Linked DNA regions of Danio rerio: region 2 is linked to region 1. A link is a contact called in public HiChIP or PLAC-seq data. All regions are on one chromosome and are shown on one strand. The core of a region is the stretch at or near the end of the contact, and the rest is flanking DNA. Distances in the headings are between cores, read along the strand shown. Region 1 holds the start of ascl1a (achaete-scute family bHLH transcription factor 1a). Region 2 holds the start of cwf19l1 (CWF19 like cell cycle control factor 1).

Region 1 (5,206 bases), core at 1,019-3,518:
TATATATATATATATATATATATATATATATATATATATATATATTGATGACGGTGACAATAGCAATAATTATAACAATAATTGTATGAAATGAAAATAACTAAATAACTTTTTTTCATGAGTTCAGTTAAAATGTGCTGTGTAGGAAAAAACTTTTTTGGTTTGTTTATTACTCATACAGCAGACCCTCTAACGCATTGGGCAATCTGTTTATGCATGCATGCATGCATGTATGTATGTATGTATGTATGTATGTATGTATGTATGTATGTATGTATGTATGTATGTATGTATGTATGTATGTATGTATGTATGTATGTATGTGTGCACTAAATGCATGCCATACCAGCCTATTGTACTTCTAGTGAATTGCGCGCTTAACCCTTTCCTTTACTTTTACGCTCGTGCGTGTGGTTGCAAAAAAAATGCACGCAGTAAACGAAGAATCGTTGGTGTTCGCTTTTTTCGCGAATATGACCGCCTCATCTTCATTAGCCCACACTCATCCAATATCATTCAGAAATAGCAGCGCGTAAACGCCGCGCACCTGCTCCAAAAGCGCACCAATGAATAGTCATTGAATCGATCGAGCTACAACAACAACAAAAACAAGTTTGCAATGTAGTTTTAACAGCTAACAAATTGAAATATAATCCTGCATATCAAACCCGGGCTTATGAGTGAAAACAAACGGCTTTGTTCTCGGTCGTTTTGTTTTTATTATTTTGCTGCAGCTCTCCGAGTTGTAAGACAGCGCAGAGGTGTTTCAATAGCAGTTCAGACGCCCAGATGTCATATTAATTATTACACCCGGGAATGACTGGAACCTTCCCGGAGCCTAGAGTATCATGAAAGAAAGAGGGGCTTACAAAACGCTAATTGGACTCTGCAAATGCACTGACAGAGCATGGTGGATATGTTTCAGAGAGTCCCAGCCGGAGTGAATAGAACCCACGCTTCTTTTCTAAACGCCCTTGCTGCGCTAAAAAAGGAGAAGGAGAAAAAAAGAGAGAGGGAGAGAAAGGAAAGTTGGAGGGGGCTGGGTGCTTGAATGCTGGCCTGATCTTGAATGCCTCAGCCAACGAAGAGAAATTACACAATTTATTGCCCCCTCCCTCCCTCTCCACTCCACATGCATCGCGCGCACACACAAAACGGGCGCAGGCAAAGTCATTCAAAACAAAGTTGAGTGAAAGCAATGTGCTATTATCGTGCTCTGTGAAAGAGACGAAATTAATCGAGGGATATACTGTAAGTAAATAGAGTGAATAAGGTGTCAGGAGCTTTACTCAATGCGCGTCCACAAAATAACCCATCCGTTCCGCCTGTCCTGCTGTGATGATTTCTAATAATGACTGGCCAAAATCATCTCGCCCGGACAAAGATTCTCTATGTGGAGCAGAGTTATAAGGCTGTAATGCGTTAACAACAGCGGCCAGACACTTGGTGACAAGTGTGAATTCATAACTTTCAGGCCATAAAAGTGCTTTGTTTGCTTTTTAGTCACATCTGAATAATTTCGAAGGGAGTAATGGGTCTTATTCACAACATCAATTACGCATTGTTTGTTTTATTTGCATAACTTCTGATTTGTTTTATAAGTAAGTGATCGACATTTTAAATAGTTAAATGGGCGATTCTATTGTCAATAACAAGTGTAATCTGGGGAAACACCTTTAGGTATATTTGTTTATAATTATTTTACTTTGTTTTTTTTTTCTTTCTGGTAAGTTTTTGAACAGCACATTTAATTGTGAAAACTACATTGTTTTTTCTGTTCTCTATAAACAAAAAATACATATAGTCAAATTATAAAAAAATAAAAATAAAAAAAATAAAATCCAATTTAGATCTATTCAAATCAATCCATTAGATCAGTCAATGGACTCCTAGACATGCACCGTTCTTATATTTTCACTCAAATGTTTTCTATGTATTAAAATGATCAATCTTCAGATGGCTCATTTATGAATGCGTCCTAAAGTAAAATTAAAATGTGCTCTTGTATATTTTGCAAGGGCATGGGATGCCTTCATTGCAGCTCATTGTGTGTGCGTGTGTTTGTTCTCCGAGGAACACTTGTCATAACCGAAAAACACCTCTAGTCATTCTTTACGAGAAGTTGTTTACTCAGTGGCAGGAGCGGCACGCGCCCGGCGTACGCAACGCAAGCGTATCTCAGGGGGCGTGGTCAGGGGTAACGCGCGGCGGGCCGCCGGCGTATTGAAAAGGCCGCGCTGTTTCCATCTCCCAACTCAGAACAGGTCGAGAGTCCGGAGCACCCCTGCCCATTGAAGCCACACGTGAACGCCACGAGCAAGACGCACGGCCACTGGGCAGTCCAAAGAAAACTTTAGTGCTTTGACTCACTCCTTTTTTTGACTCCGCGAAATGGACATCACCGCCAAGATGGAAATAAGCGTAAACCAGCAGCAGTTCATGCCACCTGCTTGCTTTTTCGCCTCTCAGAGCATCCAACTCAGCCCGACAGACAGCCAGTGCAGCAACAAGTCCGCGTCAAAGCAGGCAAAGAGGCAGCGCTCATCCTCCCCGGAGCTGCTCCGGTGCAAAAGAAGACTCAATTTCGCCGGTTTCGGCTACAGCTTACCCCAGCAGCAGCCGCATGCGGTGGCCAGACGGAACGAGAGAGAACGCAACCGGGTGAAGCTTGTGAACAACGGCTTTGCAACCCTCCGCGAACACGTTCCCAATGGAGCGGCCAACAAGAAGATGAGCAAAGTGGAGACGCTGCGCTCGGCTGTGGAGTACATCCGCGCGCTGCAGCAGCTTCTGGACGAGCATGACGCTGTAAGCGCGGCATTCCAGTCGGGCGTCCTGTCACCCACCATCTCCCAAAACTACTCTAATGACATGAACTCTATGGCCGGTTCGCCTGTATCCTCATACTCATCGGATGAGGGCTCATACGACCCTCTGAGTCCAGAAGAACAAGAGCTCCTGGACTTCACCAACTGGTTTTGAGCGTTCGTAAAAGGTTCGTATTTATGAGTCAAAATCTTTGTTATTACTTGGCTATAGTGTGTTTATACGACTTGGTTGTTCATGCATGATGCTCACCAAGATTTGTTCTCTTTTTTTAGGAAACTTAAAAATATCAGCACTCGCTTGGGAGGATGTCCTCCAAGAACACAAAGCACTGCGTTTGCGCTGCAGTCCGGTTCGGATGCACACCCAGAGATGGCCCATACAAACCGGCAAACCACGGGTCCCGAGTGTCAAAGAGCCAAGGGACTAAGAGGGAAGAGCGGGAATCCAGTCCTTCCAGCGCACTCGCCCAAGAAATCTATTTTAAAAAGACTTTCCACGACACCGTGGCATGCATACAAAAACAACAACAAGCAAACGTTGTTCTTTACCTATGCTAATGTAATCAAAGAAGGTTTGCCCTGATAGACCCCTCTCTCAAAACTCTGATATGCTTCCAACTTGGCGAATTTTATTATATGAAGTTCTATTTGTATAAAACATGTTGTTTTTGGAAATATATTAAGCTATTTTTGTATGTGAGAGATTTATAGATGTTTTTGTACACATTCATTTTAATATGTATATTTTGACCTATAGCCTGCCGTAAATTGCTCATTACCTCTTGCTTATTCAGACTTATAGTCTCAAATGCATCGCAGCTGGCAATTCCCTTTACGGTTGTGGAGCTTTTAGAGGAGTGTAATGCTCAAGAGTTTAAATTTCAGCACCAACGTGTCTTATTTAATAGGAATAATAATTGCAATTGTAATGTGACTCAGAGTGATCAAAGGTTATGCAGCTATTGTCCAAACGGAGGTGTTTTGTGTCTCCACACTGCCTGTTCCACTTTGCCTTTACAATGCTGGGTTTTGCCTCCCTCAGAAAATAAGAATATGCCTTATCTCCATATTTTCTACAGTTTAGTCTCATAATAAAACGTTTCTAAAAAGAAATATGCTTTCTTGGTTTTTGCTTTACGTGTTGCAGTCAATTATTTTGCTTTATGGTGGTAGAACACAGTCATGTGTCAAAGATTTTTGTTCATTACACATTTTCTTTTTATATAGACAACAAAAGTGATAAGCCATCCTGCTAACCCTCGGCAGTCTGCCTGTTGTCAGGCAGGGGAGACGTGACCAGCATGCTGGACCGTTTCAAAGACTGCGCTCTTAATGAATGCCAATTTGGAGACAGCACTTTTGGAAAATAAGCAAATTGTATGCTCATTCCATACACGTTTTGTGGGAAAAACGTTATTTATTTGTTTATTTATTTGTGCAATAAGTGGTGGAATCTCTGAACAATCACACAATTTTGACGTTTCTAACGTTAAAAAATATCTAAATAGCCTACCTTTAAATTCAGAAATTGCAAACATAGAAAAAGTATTTTTGTATCTGATCTGTTGAAAACAAACGAAACAAGCAAATATCATGATGTCACTGATCCAAATACAAACTTTAAATGCACGTTTGTTACGATTGCACATAAATAAGTCCAAGTCGTGGAGTTTAAATTAACAGTCGTGGAGTTTGACAGGTAAAGTGTGCATGTGTGTGCGCGCGCGGGGTGGGCGCGTGCCTTCTGTAATGAATTGAAAGGCACTGTGCGCGTGTGTGGCGCTCGAGTGGAGTCGGCTGAAGGCGCGTGTGCCTTTCTGACAGCAGCCCGCGACACACACTCAACAACTGGCCCTTTAAAAACACACGGCGTCTGGAAGCGAGTGCTGTCCACAACAGGCAGGTGTTGAAGAAAAAAAAACATCTCTCAGACGAATGTACCGCCTGCATTGTTCAGGGTAAGACGAAGCAGGCCTTCCCAAACTTATCAATTAGCCACAATTTTACACTCGTCTCAGACGGAAAACCACGGTTTGTGACCGGTCAGGGCTAGATGAATTGATGGTTTGAATAATAACACACCCATGCCACCTTTAAACCATTGACAATAGTTTTACAACAAATAAAACTGGACATTCTTTCAGTAGTGTAACCGTGATAACCTCGAATTTGTCATGGTTATTTGTTTTTAACTATAGTGGAACTTTGGTATCTACTTGCAGTGAATCAGCTACATACAAAAGGATACCATTTTGCCCCAAAACACAGATTAATGGACATTAAAAGAATTCTCTGTTTACATTGTGTTCTGACACCACTTTAAGCAATATTGAGTTTGTTTATTTGTTGGTTTCGTTATTTTAGTTATAATTTGCCTG
Region 2 (5,206 bases), core at 1,138-3,637, 230 kb after region 1:
ATTTATCAGACCAGCCATACTTTACACTGTGCAACTGGAGGGTAAGTAAAACCACTGTGCTGATAATTTTGCATATTATATTGCATGTTATAATGTTGCAACCTATATGAAAATAAAAATGTAAACAAAACCTCCAGGTGCTCCAGTTTTCCTGACAGGCAGACGTAAGCTATTTGTCCATAGTGTATGTGTGAATGAGAGTGCATGGGTGTTTCCTAATGATGGGTTGCAGCTGGAAGGGCATCCGCCGTGTAAAACGTGCTGGATAAGTTGGCGGTTGATTCCCCTGTGGCAAGCCCTGATTAATAAAGGAAATAAGAAAGTAAATGAATGACAAACAGCGTCAGCTCAATGTACAGTTTAAATTTGCCCCACACGTCTGTCATGATTGCACTCCGGACTGTTTCCCAAAGCTGTGAATAAAGAGTAATGTTGTAAATAACGTTCAATTTCTTGTACAAACCAATCATTTAACGTCATGAGGCCTTGTTTTTTTGTCAGGAACCAAAGGTATTTAGTATATTTTTGACTCTTAAAGTCTTTGTAGCGATTGATTTGCATTTTATAAAAAATAAAGGATCACGTCTTCAGCTAAAAATTGTTTCTACTGACATGCTTAAGAAAAAAATCTGCTTGTATCGACTGAGAATGAGTAAAGTGACCATATCTAATTTTATCAGCTTTAAAGGCCCCTTCCACTGAAGAAATGAATTGTACCTCTTCTGGTTCAGAGATGCCACTTGGTTCCACTCATTCTTGGAGGGGTTGTAACAATGTGCGGCTGAGATCTCTTGACTTGTCATTCTGTATCCTCCAACAATAAACAAGTAGTTGTCCAGCACAGCAGATCCATAACCCCTGACATTGATCATATCCTGAGGAAGGTTGCTGGCCAGAGGTTTCCAGCGTTGTTCTACCTCACCATACCTCAACATGGACCAAGGCTCATCCTGATTCGCCAAATCCAGACAGGTGTGAGTAAAATCCCCTATTGCTACTAAAGTGGCTGTGCCTTTCAGGCGGATATCTCGGATCTGTTCTCGCACATTAGCTGCCAACATCCTGAACTCTGGCCTGCGCAGCATAGGATGATAATAACAGCTCATGAATTTCAGGCAAGCCCTTCTCAGCTCGTGCATCCCATAGACCTCAGAGAGCTTGAAGAGCTCCACGCAGTTCTCCTGCTTGATTTCAGACAGAAGCAGCTTTAGGATGGACGTGACTTGCAGGAAGGATGCTGTTTCGATCAGGTCCTCCAGAGTCTCGTTGTCCACCTGAACTTTGGAGGTGTTGATGAACTCCAGCACTAGCTCGAGCCCGGGCGCGCTCAGTCCCCGCAGCCGCACCGAATCCTCCGCGGACTCGCGCATCCCGGAGCTGTAGAGCGCGCGGAAGTAATCGCTCTTCTCGATTAGTTTGCTTTTACTCACATTGTACGTCTTGTCATCCATCACGATCTCTATTATCTGCTCGGGGGAGGTCATGGCTGCTGTTCTGGGATCAGCGGTCGTGAAGGCGCTCCTGTCCCAAAGCCTATATATGGAAATGTTGAGCGCATCGATTCGGAGTCAGTTCATCTGCATGCATGTATTCCATAAACATCCGCTTCATTTGCAAACAAGTTCTGCATTGCAGACGGACGACCTGCATATGATATATAATAATGCTTCATGAACTCGTCTGCTTGTGTAGATGTTCTTCATTTGGCAGATTATGCAGTCAGCTGATGTGCATTCTTGATCGATCCATTACATTTTTTAAAACTCAGGTCCTATGGTATTAATGTCGTGGTATCATAATATAGCAGTTTATTTTTGTTCTGTACAGTTTGCACTTCGTGTTTTCAAATGTAAATCAGTTCCTGTTTTGGTTTTGTAAGTAGTGTTACGTCACGCCGTACACGTCTTGTTAGCCACGGTTTTGCGTTATAAAATAATAATTGTTGTCATTTTATTTTTACATTACATTATTTTTACATTAACACCTATTACTGCTGCTACTATTTTGTCATTATTAACAATTATGTTTATGTGTTTAGTTTTTTACGTTTTATTAAATTGATTTACTTTCTTAATTACTTTTGTCATATGTTGTGGCATATTGTGCTTCGAAATATGTATTAATTTTACGGAATAACAACTATGAATTGCTAAAGAAATCATTGCTTGATGCGAAGCGTTCAGAGAACGTGTCACACATTTATTTCTTCCGTATAGAAACGTGATGCGCTTAACGTTATAGGCTTGTGATGCATACTGCCGTGTTTTAAAAGCCTATGTTTCACACTTTAACATTCACTCTAATTTAATTAATGATCTATAGCACCAAAAACAACTTTCGCTTTAATATGTATACTTCGTAAATGGCCGGACAACATTATTAGCTCTACGTTCTGTCAGGGTTTATTTTGTCGACGCACAAAATTCAACGCCAATGCTCAGACACAAGCGACAACAATTTTAAGCATATGTAACAAACATTTAAGTATTGTTCGGTATGGGAGACAAGCCTTTAAGAGTGTAAGTGTTAACTTGGGCTGAAAAGCGGCTTATGAGAATGCTGCATGTAATACATGTGCTATTTAGAGTCGTCTTTAACAAAATAGATGGAGATCCCTAAGTAATAAACTCACGTGCCTTTTTGCCTCCACGCTGATTAAATGTTTATTTCCCCCTCAGACTGGCGTGTGGTGACGTTGAAGGAAGAATAAATGCCTTGTTCAACCGGGTGAACGCCATCCAGAAAAAGAGCGGGCAATTTGATGTGAGTTTACACGTGTAGAGTCTTATTTTAAAGAGACGAACTTGAAAAGAGAGATAGTTTGTGTTTACTGAGATTTGTTTTTCAGTTGCTGCTGTGTGTTGGTGACTTTTTTGGAAGCTCCCCTGAAGCTGAAGCAGAATGGGCAACATACAAATCTGGGGCAAAAAAGGGTAAGGTCACTTTAAACATGTTTAAATTGTGCAGTATATCTGTAATCACAGGAAGTGAATGTCAGTGATGTTGATCAGGGATGTGTTTAAATCCCCAGCGCCCATCCATACTTGTATTCTCGGTGCAGCCAGTCAAGAGACTGTCAAGTATTTTCCAAGCTCTGATGGCTGTGAGTTGGCAGAAAATATTACGTGTTTGGGTAAGATGAATCTATAACCCCATATCTTTCTGTCTGTGTCTATTTGCTGTGCTCGGCATATATAAGTACACCCCTCACAAATATATATATTTTTTAATTCATATTTTCTATATTTTTATATTTCATATTATTAGGAAGCAATATTGTATTTGTGCATTTACATTAGATTAGTCAGTACTGAAGCCAAATCTGGAGCTTATCTAACAAAATAACTTACGATAACAGTCCAAAAACTAGTACACACAATTTTATGTTATAGAAAAATATTAAATACAAATCATAAAAAAGGAAAAATATTTGTATGATGTTGTTTTTTTACAGTGAATGTTTGTTTAGAAACTGATATGATTTTATGTTATTTTGTTGTATAATTTGTAAAGGTTTTGCCATGAATATAACCAATGTTGCTGATATGGCATTATAATAAACAAATAATTAAATAAATAATTCCAGATTATATATAAAATTGATATTTGTATTTTTCCCCAATACCCTGTGGTTGTGGTATATGTTATATGTAAAGGGTTAGTTCACCCAAAAATGAAAATGACCTCACCACTTACTTGTGTAGTTTTAAACCTTTATATTTTTTTCTTTTATTGAACACAAAATAAGATGTTTATAAGAATGCTGGTTTCTGTCACCCATAGACTTCCATAGTAGGAAGAAAAATTCTACAGACGTCAATGGGTACCAGCAACCAGCATTTTTCAAAATAACTGTAAATAGGTTATAAACAAGTGAAGGTTGAGTAAACCGTGTCAGAGATTTCATTTTTGTCTGTACTATCCTATTAAATGACATATGAATGGAAAATAATATATGTTTGATTTAATTAAAGTAATTACCAGAAGTAATAATTAATTATTTTATTATTAATAATAATATTTTGAGTAATTTTGATTTATTCAAGGCTTATGTTCTAGGATGTCCAAGCAAAATTAATTTAAAAAGATAGAACTATTTTAATAAATGTATATTTGTTTATCAATAAGTGAAAATCAGTTTAAGTGAAAATCTGCAATAATATTAATAAATATAATTTTAAACACATACTGTTTCTATTAATTTATTTTCCAGGTCGAAGGGGCATTTTCACAGGGGCATCAGGTCTTCAGATCGCTTATGTCAGTGGCAGAGAAGCTCATCAGGAACCGGCTCCGTCACACTGTTTTACCCCTAAAGACATCACTGCCCTGGTGGCACCACTTCTGTCCAACTCTAAATTTCGGGGAGTTGACATTCTCCTGACCTCACAGTGGCCTCGAGGCGTGTGTCAATATGGAAACAGCCCAGTCAGTGCTTTGATTTGCTTGTTTAAAACAGTTTGGTATATTTCATAGATATTTTATAGTGCTAACAAAGTTGTTTTATTTGTAGGAAACAGATATGAAGTTTTGTGGAGTTTCATCTATCGCAGATCTCGCTGACAAGCTAAAACCTCGCTACCATTTTGCGGGTCTGGAAGGAGTACATTATGAGCGGCTGCCCTACAGGTATGGTGTTAAAGCATCAGGATGTTTTTTTTTTTACTCTTGTCAGATGTTGTTTGTCTCACAAAATGTGTTCTAAATTCACAGGAATCATGTGGTCCTTCAAGAAAATACTCAGCATGTCAGTAGATTCATTGCACTGGCAACTGTTAACAATCCTGCCAAGAAGAAGGTGGGGGTTATATCTTTTATATAGTATTTGAACATATGTATTGTTATCATCTTAATTTTGGCTTAAAGTCAATGCCGTTTTACTGTTACATCTATTTTATTGAATAATGTAAGCTTTAACATGAAAATTATAAATGGGAAATTTAAATGTTCCTTCCTTTACAATTGTTTTTTTATTAAAAAATGAGGTTAATTTGTGGGTTAACTGTTCACTTTTTTCTTACAGTATTTGTATGCATTCAACATTATCCCGATGAAAAACATGGATTCCACAGAGTTAGTCAAACAACCTCAGGATGTCACAGAAAATCCTTACAGGAAGCTCATGAAAGATGGGAAGAAAGAAAGACAGTCTGCTTCAATGACAGATGCACAGGTGCGTGTTGACTGTGTTTTTTTTTTCTTGCCA

Evidence for each region. HiChIP or PLAC-seq counts read pairs in DNA pulled down with a chosen protein or histone mark.
Region 2: an H3K4me3 HiChIP or PLAC-seq map of embryo shows a contact between it and region 1, with 2.8 times the contacts expected there. The contact joins the promoter of cwf19l1 here to the promoter of ascl1a in region 1. A contact is called at or near these places in 1 of 18 Hi-C or Micro-C datasets (embryo) and 1 of 4 datasets of contacts at active chromatin or transcription factors (embryo).

The regions. Positions count from the first base shown.
Region 1 is chr4:18,003,486-18,008,691 of GRCz12tu, forward strand. ascl1a (achaete-scute family bHLH transcription factor 1a) reads left to right here and starts at 2,269. Exons shown (of 2, transcript NM_131219.1): 1 at 2,269-2,995; 2 at 3,102-3,929. The coding sequence starts at 2,392. The coding sequence ends at 2,982.
Region 2 is chr4:18,229,953-18,235,158 of GRCz12tu, forward strand. It overlaps cwf19l1 (CWF19 like cell cycle control factor 1), which reads left to right and starts at 2,388. Exons shown (of 14, transcript NM_001044758.1): 1 at 2,388-2,519; 2 at 2,679-2,763; 3 at 2,849-2,933; 4 at 3,032-3,133; 5 at 4,214-4,428; 6 at 4,514-4,629; 7 at 4,714-4,798; 8 at 5,024-5,173. The coding sequence starts at 2,497. klhl42 (kelch-like family, member 42) reads right to left here and starts at 1,849. Exons shown (of 3, transcript NM_001045136.2): 1 at 718-1,849. The coding sequence starts at 1,484.